2 separate regions of the Rattus norvegicus genome follow, and region 1 is linked to region 2. Evidence: chromatin contacts called from public Hi-C data. All regions are on one chromosome and are shown on one strand. Each heading gives the region's core, a stretch centred on a gene start, on an enhancer-like site or on the middle of the called end of the contact. The rest is flanking DNA. Distances are from core to core; before and after follow the strand shown.

What was found. A called contact is a pair of places that touch in the nucleus more often than the background predicts.
Region 1: a contact with region 2 is called in a Hi-C map of liver, with 2.2 times the contacts expected there. The contact joins the promoter of Rnf11 here to the enhancer-like site in region 2. A contact is called at or near these places in 5 of 12 Hi-C or Micro-C datasets (kidney, liver, mammary epithelial cells and 1 more).

Annotation. Positions count from the first base shown.
Region 1 is chr5:129,460,408-129,464,912 of GRCr8, forward strand. It overlaps Rnf11 (ring finger protein 11), which reads right to left and starts at 3,131. Exons shown (of 3, transcript NM_001271224.1): 1 at 2,769-3,131. The coding sequence starts at 2,891.
Region 2 is chr5:129,421,509-129,425,969 of GRCr8, forward strand. It overlaps Ttc39a (tetratricopeptide repeat domain 39A), which reads left to right. Exons shown (of 18, transcript NM_001415826.1): 12 at 550-711. Among named protein-coding and RNA genes, the nearest start is that of Ttc39a, 29 kb to the left of the region's middle. Within about 2 kb of position 1,318, at least 16 of the 93 cell types and tissues checked have an H3K27ac peak or open chromatin away from gene starts, as enhancers often do. A contact at or near this core is called in liver, where this site is marked.

The DNA.
Region 1 (4,505 bases), core at 1,881-4,380, 41 kb after region 2:
GTTAGTAAAAATAACTGGACCACCTTTGCTTTACAAAGCTCTTGGCATACCAGCATAAATACAAGAACTATGTTTTAAAGTAATGTCACAAGAGAAAAGGAATAAAAACATATGATCCTTTAACTTTCCAACCAGATATTTTCCACTTAAAGCCTACAGTAACTGAATATATTCTTTTTTGAGACAAGGTCTCACTGTTTATCCCTGGCTGGCCTGGAACCTGATATGTCAACTAGGCTGGTCTGGAACTCAAGATCCACCATTTCTGCCCTTCCTCCACCTCCCTAGTGCTGCAATGAAAGGTGATGCTATCATGCCCAGCCTGGTTTTGTTGTTTTGTTTTGTTGTTTCTGTGTAGTCTTGATGTCATGGAACTGATCTGTACATCAGGCTGGTCTTGAGATCTGCCTGCCTCTGCCTCCTGAGAGGTGGGACTAAAGGTGTGTGCTATTCTTTAAGGAAACATCAACACTACTGTAGCTTTTATATTAATCATGCTATTTCTTTTTAAAAGCCCAAATATTATAAATCATTTACTTTGGATTGGTGCTTTCTAACATCATATAAACAAACATTAGTAATAAATTACAGACTTCAGGGGGACGTTATTATTTCTAGATTTCTTAAAAACTCTTGAAATAGGGTCTCATTCTATAGCCCAGACCAACACTAAACTCAGCATATAGCACTGACTTCCAACTGTCAGCAATCCTCCTGACTCAGCCTTCTAAGTACTAAGATGACAGATCTGAGCTACTGTGCCAGGCTAAATATTTCTTATGTTCTCATATTTTAAAGTAACCATTTTCTTGCAATTCATAGTAATTTTGCATATCAGTAGTTGGGTCATCCGTTTCAGGAAAAGGCAACCACAATACAATTTCCATTGTCAAAAATAACAGATTCCAAAAAAGTACTGGTAATACCAAAAGCCATGGCTATATCTAGTCCTTTTGGAAAGGACAAAAATATAGTTCCCATAACTCTAAAATTATGGTAAGAAAGCAGCAAGTCAGATAGCCAATTTTCCTAGAAAGAGGCTAAGGAACATAGATTTGGGGAAGAAAGTTTGCTCATGTCACCTACATAAATACATTGAGGAGCTATCCAGTGGAGGGGAAAACAGTAACAGCCTAAAAGACCAATGGTTTATAGTACCTCTAATTCCAGCAACTCTGGAGGATGAGATAGGAGGATAGAGGTCTGTCTGGTCGACTTCCTGAGACACTAACAATAAGTTCAAAATAAAAAGAGCAGAGTTCTAGCTCTGTAGTAGTGTTTTGCTACAATGTACAGGGTTCTCAGTTTTAATTCCTGCTACTGATAAAATATCCATATTCCATTTAGTATTTGAGACTGCTCCTGAAGCAATTTAAATACATTGGGGGAAATGGGCCACATAAACATAGACAATACTAAATTTTTATGGGGCAGGAATTGCATGATATATTGAAGACAGAGCTTCTATTCTTCATTTATCTCAGTTATTGAGTATCTACTATGAGTCAGACGCAGAGTGCAAAAGCACCTGGAAACTGTTCCAAATTCAGCTTGTACAAGGGGAGAATACATGTCAAGGGTGAGACACAAAACTACCTAAACAAAGATACAGCACTAAATTATTACAGGTATATGGCTTTGCTTGTAAGTGTAGAAGACTCATGGGGGACATATCCAGGAATTCAGGGGGGCAGGGAAGGTAATGTCAGGACTTTAGATACTTGAGCTGAGTCCTTCAAGAGGATTAGATGTTCACCTGGGCAACGTTGGGGGAAGGGCTCTTAGCATAAAGATCACCTGGAGCAAAAGACAAGCCAGGTTTGGTAAGCTTGAATTACAGAGGCTTCTGCAAGGATACAATAAAGATTGGACTTGACTAACATGTATAGAAGACCCTGAAGGGGGTCAGAAAAATCAGCTCATGTGATCCCCCTTTTTTTTGTCATGTGATGAGAAACTGGTTTACACAGGATTGGGAAAACACTACACTAGATAATGATGTCACCACATAAAAGCAAAGGAGACTGCACAGTTAGAAAACTAAACTCTCTTCAGGAAAATATTAAAAGAACTGTATTCAAGCCCACCTGAGAAGTTTTACTCAATGTATTATTTAAAATGACCCATTCAGGAGTCTTTGATAAAGAGGACTTTTAAGTAACAGATAGCATTTCCCAAGTCAGGTAGAAAGGTCTCTCAAGTTCAAGATAAATCAAATTTTTATTAAGTCAACTTATTTAAAAGGTGTGCCACAGGGGTGGAGCTTAAAATTACCACATACGTATATATTAACAAATAACTCTATGAAGCTGAGGCCAAAATCGCCACTTGGAATTCTATCTCCCAAGTAGATGGTAAAAAGGCATTCTACCAGAGCCAATTAACAAAAGAGTACGGAGGATCATATACGAAAACACAAATATAAGGGGGAGGGGGGCGGGAGAATGACAACCTAGCAAAACCCATAATCCTGAAATCACACAACTCAAGACATAAAGGCAGGATAATCATGTCACCCTCAACTCCACAACCAGACACCAAAGGGGATATAAGATCACACTCTTGATTCCTGAACTCAAGGACAGAAGACCGTCCTCAACCCGTGCCAAAGAGGATGCCAAGAATCCCTTTCCATTGGAGAACCGGGCAGCAGACACCCTCAAGGCCAGCCCTGAAGGGGTCAACGCCCCCCCAAGTCTAGGCCGTGGAGGCCAAGGGCAGAGGGCCTGAGCCGCCTCCTCTCGCACACCGACACACACCCTCCCTACCTGATATGGCGGCGGCGGCTCCTGATCTGGCTCCGTCCCCTCGCCAAAGCTAGCCCGGTCGGACTGAGACTCGTGAAGCAGGGAGATGTCATCCGAAGTCGGGGATTTGAGGCAATTCCCCATCTTCCGGGGCTGGGGTGTATGCTTGAGATCTGAGGGAGGAAGAAAGCTGTGACCCGGTCTCCCGCACACACGGCGGTCAGCTCGCTCGGCGCCGCGGGGTCCAAGGCGGCAGGCCCGGGGCTCAGGCGGCGGCTCCCCCGCGCCCCGGCGCCACCGAGGGGCCGCTCATGCCAGCCCCCGGGGCAGGGGGCGCGAGGCTAGGCCGCGGGCTGCGCCGGGGTCGTGTCTGGAACCTGAGGGGGGCGGGGGCGGGGAGACTGAGTGCTTCCCCACCCCGCCCCCCGCGGGGCGGCGGCGGCCACGGGTTGCTGGGCCTAATCCAGGTCAGGAGGGGGGGGCGCGGCCGTCGCGGCTGCCTCAGCTGCTGCCTCAGCTGCTGTTGCCCCTGCCGACGCTAGAGCAGCGGCCTGGGGCCTCATCCTACTCCGCCTCAGCGCGGCGGCGGTGGCCAGAACGAGGCTGGCCCGGACTACGTCATGCCGCCGTGCGTGCTCCGGCCCCGCCCTGGACCGCGCGCCCCGCCCCCAGCCAGACTAGGGTGCGTGGCTCGGCTGTGAGTTTAAGGTCCCCGACTGTCCGGTTGTCAGCCTCCGGACCATCTATCTCCGGCGCCCCTTACACATCCTGGCTGCAGCCCGCTCACGACTAGATAGAGACCCTTCTTACCTGCGCGGTGTCCTCAGAGATTGCTCACACTGTCTGCCGGGTGATGTCTGTAAGCACGAATCTGAATGGATCAGGCAGATGGCTGAGGTGTTTAAATAGCTTCCTTCTCCTTTATCCTTTCAGAATAAAGTCCAAACTCACAACGAGCACGCCCTATTCACCCAACATCACAGCCTAGAGATTATCGGATTGTCTATTTCTTCCCAATCCCACCTCCCTAATTCAAGCCACCCACCCTGCAAACTAACATTTGCAGTAGATTCTCAAAGTCCCTGTATTCATCATTGTCCCTTTGAATCGTTGAGGGATATATATATCCATATGGTCGTCCTTGAAACCTCCAATGGCTTCCCAATACTATGCACAGAATAATCTTAAATCTCTTATCTCTCTGGGTGGTGGCGCTTGCCTTAATCCCAGCATGCCTTCAATCTTTAATTCCAGGCAGAGGAAGGTGGATCTTTTTGAGTTCTAGGACAGCCAGGGCTACACAGAGAAATCTTATCTCGAAAAAACAGAATGGGAAAAAGAGAAATCTCTAATCTCACAAAATACCCCTTTTTCATAAATTCTAAATTCAGATGACCAAAGTGCTTTTAGTCATCTCAGAGACTGTTCTCTCTGGCTGAGATTTCCACAGACAGACCGTGTCCCTGACCTCTTACCTCTCATCGGGCTCATCCTTATTCCCACAGGGCCTTCGTGGATTGGATTTCATTTCCCTTGGGAAGCTTTTTCTGTCCCAGAAGTCTGAGTTAGTCACCTGCTCAGAGTTCCCAGTCCCTGTGCCTTTCTGTCAGGTTGCCGAAGCTGAATCCTCTGTCCCTTCCCTGTGTAAGGCCTGGCATGTTGCCTAAGGTAGAGTCTTTCCTTGGTTGGGTGAGCAAATACTCAAACAGCACATGCAAAGGGAAGAACAAGAAGAGAGTGTTCTCCACAGTCATTTTT
Region 2 (4,461 bases), core at 68-2,567:
CCTGGGTGTAGGTTACCATGGAAACTATGAGGCTCTTTGGTGTTTTCTCTGAGGCCCAGACATTATTATATCAATATATTAACACCCTCTGGAACTGAGTAGACGGCCCAGTTGGTAAGCTGCTTGGCACAAAAGACCTGAATTTAGTCCCCAGCACCTATGTGGAAAAGCCAGACATGGTGGCATGGGGTTTGTTGACTAGCTAGCCTAGCCTAGTTGGGGAACCCCAAGTCTCAGCAAAAAAGCCCTGACTCAAAACAAAGGCAGATAGCTCATGAGGAAAGACACTTGAGGTTGGCTCCACCCACATCCATTCACAGGAACACACAGGGATGGGAACAGTAGTAACATCTTGTGCTTCCTGTCCCCTCCCCCATGTGCACTACTCCAAGCTTTCACTCAGTGACCAGATCTCTAGAACCCAAAGGAGAGGCAGTCATCATGAATAGCCTACAGGGGGCCCTGGAAAGGTGTCCCTGCTGTGGAGTTAAAGGGTGCAGCAGTGCGGGGCCAGGCGGGCCTCCCTAAGCTGGCTCTGGTTGTCCACAGGCTGTCCGGCGGTTTGAAGAGTGCTGTGAGGCTCAGCAGCACTGGAAGCAGTTTCACCACATGTGCTACTGGGAGCTGATGTGGTGCTTTACCTACAAGGGTCAGTGGAAAATGGCCTACTTCTATGCCGACCTGCTGAGCAAGGAGAACTCCTGGTCCAAGGTGGGCTGACACTGTGGGTCAGGGCTCACCCACATAGACCTAGGAGCCTCAGAGCTAAGGACCAAACCCCAATGAACACAGATGTGTCCACTGGGATCTAAACAGAACCAAAGGTTTGAACAGGACTCAGGGGTGGGAGGAGCTAAAAGCTGTGACAAGCAGAGAAACTTGATTTGGTGCTGGGGGTTGAGTCCAGGGCTGTGCCTGTCCATGCATTCCCTACATCCTGAGCTACATCCCTTCAACTCTAAGGTGTCAGCATAGCTATTTGTCACAAGGAATAGACATGTCTCACTGTCTAGCATGTCCTGTCTACTGTGGCTGGGATGTTCTTCTGCACCACCCAGGTATGGCAGCCACCAGCCACATGGACACACCAAGCACGGAGCATGGAGCACCAAGACAGTTTACACTTTATGTATTTTTAATCGAAAGGCCCCAAGTAGGCGTAAGAAGGCAAAACCTTTGAAGGAGAGTCGTGGAGGAGGACTTAAGGAAAGAGGAGAAAGAGAACAAAGCAGACCCAGAGCAAGAAACACACACGGGCTCAGGGCACTGCCGAGAGGAGCTGTGTCCACTGGGTGAGGGCGTGGTATGAGTGTGGCCCGATGCCAGAAGCCACTTGCTGGAAGCTGACAGGCTGTCTGCCTGGCACAGCCTGGGTTTCCTACTCTTGTGAGGTAAACATTTGTGGAATTAGAGGGCAAAGAGCTGACCCCAGGGAGAAAGGCCTTGGATCAGAAGTGATTGTGGTCCACCTAATGTCCCTGGATGACTTGACGGCATGAGTCACTGCTTGCTCCAGCCTGACTCCTGACTGTACAGTGAGTGTCTATCAGGGTGGGGACAGGGAGGCCAAAGAGCGTGTTTTCACAGGCAAAAGCCTGGAGGGGCTCTGGAGGACAGGGAAGAAATAGCATCAGATGATCCTGTGGAGGAGTTTGGGGCAAGCCATGGGAAGCCTGAGAGGCTCTTTTTGCTTTATTATAACTGGGGCAGAAAGGGCCTGAATCCTTGTGCCTGCTGGACACTCCAAGTGCCAGGCCTTAGCCTCGGCCAGGATACAGAGGAACAAAGGGAAGACACTGAAGGCACATCCTGGAGAGAGATGAAGCACAGAAGATACAGTGTTTGATGCTGGCTATTCAGTGAAAGAAAAAAAAAAAAACCTCCTCAGTCAGGGACAACATTGGGGTACAGTCAAGGGTGTGCCATGTATGTCTTGAAGGAGGACTGGGCTGCAGTGGGCTGCAGGAGGGGGACCCCTTCTCTTTGGAGCAGGGCAATGGCTGGGATTAAAAGCTTGTGCCACCACGTCCAGCTGTCACGGGACTTTTAAAGACTTGTCCTACATCCTCCTGTGGCTTACGGATTTCCATCTGTCTCTATCCCCTTGTCCCATCCTATGACTTATGAACTATGTGTTCCCCTTGACTATATGAGACTACATACTAACTATCTTTCATATGTGGTAGCTATTATCCAGGAACTCACTTGTTTGTGTGCTAGAGCATGTATTTGGCACATGGGTGGATCTGCGAAGGAGGCATTGGCTTCCAGATGTCATTCTCTGTTCACCTTATTTTTTTGTGGTGATGTCTCTTCATGGAACACAAACCTTGCCATTTCAGCTATGTAGGCTTGCCAGTGAACGCTAGGGATCTTCCTGTGTCTGCCCTGCTCCAACTCCTCCCTACTTGCCAGTCCCAAACTGGGGTTCCAGACACCTGCAAGGAAGCCTAGCTTTATGCATGTGCAGAAGATCTTAACTCATTTCTCATGCTTACACAGTGAGCATTTTGCACACTGAGCCATTACCCAGTTTTTTTTTTTTCCTGGCTGGTTTTTATATCAACTTGATATAAGCTGGAGTCATCTGAGAGGAGGAACTTCAATCGAGAAAATACTTCTGCAAGATCAGGCTGTAGGCAAATTTTAAAAAGTTAGGGATTGGGGTTGGGGATTTAGCTCAGTGGTAGCAAGCACAAGGCCCTGGGTTCGGTCCTCAGCTCTGGAAAAAAAAAAAGTTGGGGATTTGGGGATTGATGTGGAAGGGCCCAGCCCCTTGTGGGTGATATCACTGTGGGCTGGTGGTCCTGGGTTTTATAAAAAAACAGACTGAAAAAGCCATGATGGGTAAGGCAGTAAGCAGCACCCCTCCATGGCCTCTGCATCAGCTCCTGCCTTCAGGTTACTGCCCTGCTTGAGTTCTTGCCCTTGCTGCTTTCTATCACTAATTGCTATATGGAACTGTGAGTGCAGTAAACCCTTTCCTCCTCTGGTTGCTTCTGGTCATGATGGTTCACCACAGCAATAGAAACCCAAACTAAGGCAGTCTCTCACTTCAGCCCAGGCCTAGAATTTATTATGTAGCTTTGGCTGTCCTTAAACTTGAAGCCATTCTCCTGCCTTAAACTAACAATTGTTAGGATTACAGGTGAGAGGGCTCACCTCATGCTAAGATCGTTTAAAAATTATTTTTTAGGTCAGCACACAAAATTATTGGTTTTATTGTGACATTTCCATACATACATGAGAGTATACACTTTATTTTCAGGCCCCTTCTTCCCAGGCCCCTCCCTTTCTCCAAAGTCTTCCTTTTTTTTCCATGTCACATAGAGAACTGAATAGATATAATTCTATGTACATCATCCATCCCTCCCTCCCTCCCTCCATCCATTTCTGGTTTGCTTTCTGTCGCCATGATCTGTTAACACCATGACTACACTGGCTAATTCTAACTCAACTTGACACAGGATAGAGTCATCATCAGAGAAAAGGGAGCCTCAGTTGAGAAAATGCCTCAAGGTCCGGCCACAGGCAAGACTGTGGGGGCATTTTCTTAACTAGTGATTGATGTGGGAGGGCCCAGACCATTGTGGGTAGTTCACCCTGGGAAGGTGATCCTAGGTTCTAAAAGAGCAGGCTGGGCAAGCCATAGGGAAGAAACCAGTGAGTGTCACTCCCCCATGGCCTCTGCATCAGCCCCTGCCCTCACTGCTTTTGATGATGGACTGTTCCGTGAAGTTGCTTTTGGTCATGGTGTTTCAGCACAGCAACAGTAACCCCAAGATAAAATGGTACCAGGACAATGGGGTTTTGTTGTGATAGACCTAACCATGTTTTGAAGAGAATGAAAGGACTTTGGAATTGGGGGCTAGAAAAGCCAATGAGTGTTCAAAGTGTGATGAGCTGTACTGTGGAAGCTTGGAAGATTAAAATTTTGAGAGTAGTGCAGATGATGAAGGCCTGGTTTGTGAAGCTCTAGAAGGAAGTTACAGACTATCACGGCTGTCTGCTATTTTGAGTTGAGATTCTGTGATTCTGGATAGCTGGGGTTGAAGAACCAGCCACGATTAGCAAGAGACCAGAACCTCTGAAGTAAAATCTTTGCTTTCCTGGGACAACTGATGCTGGAGCTAAGAAATTAGCAGCGATTAAGAAGAAAGCATTGCTGAGGTGAAGCATGGGAAGTGTTTCCTTGGAGTCAGCATGCAGAAGCTAGAGGCAGTCATTATTGTGCCTTGCACTCAAGTGGTGCTGGTTTTGAAGGCATGAAGGACTCATGAAACAAAGCTGGGGCTTGGCACTGTGAGATCAGGATAGACTGAGGTGCAGCCTCAGTGGTTGACGCTTCTCTTTTAGGTATACACCCAGGAGTGGCACACTTAATCGTATGACAGCTCTATTTTTGTTTGTGAAGAATGCCCATACTGATTTCTATACTGGCCACCGATGTACCGTGCCAGC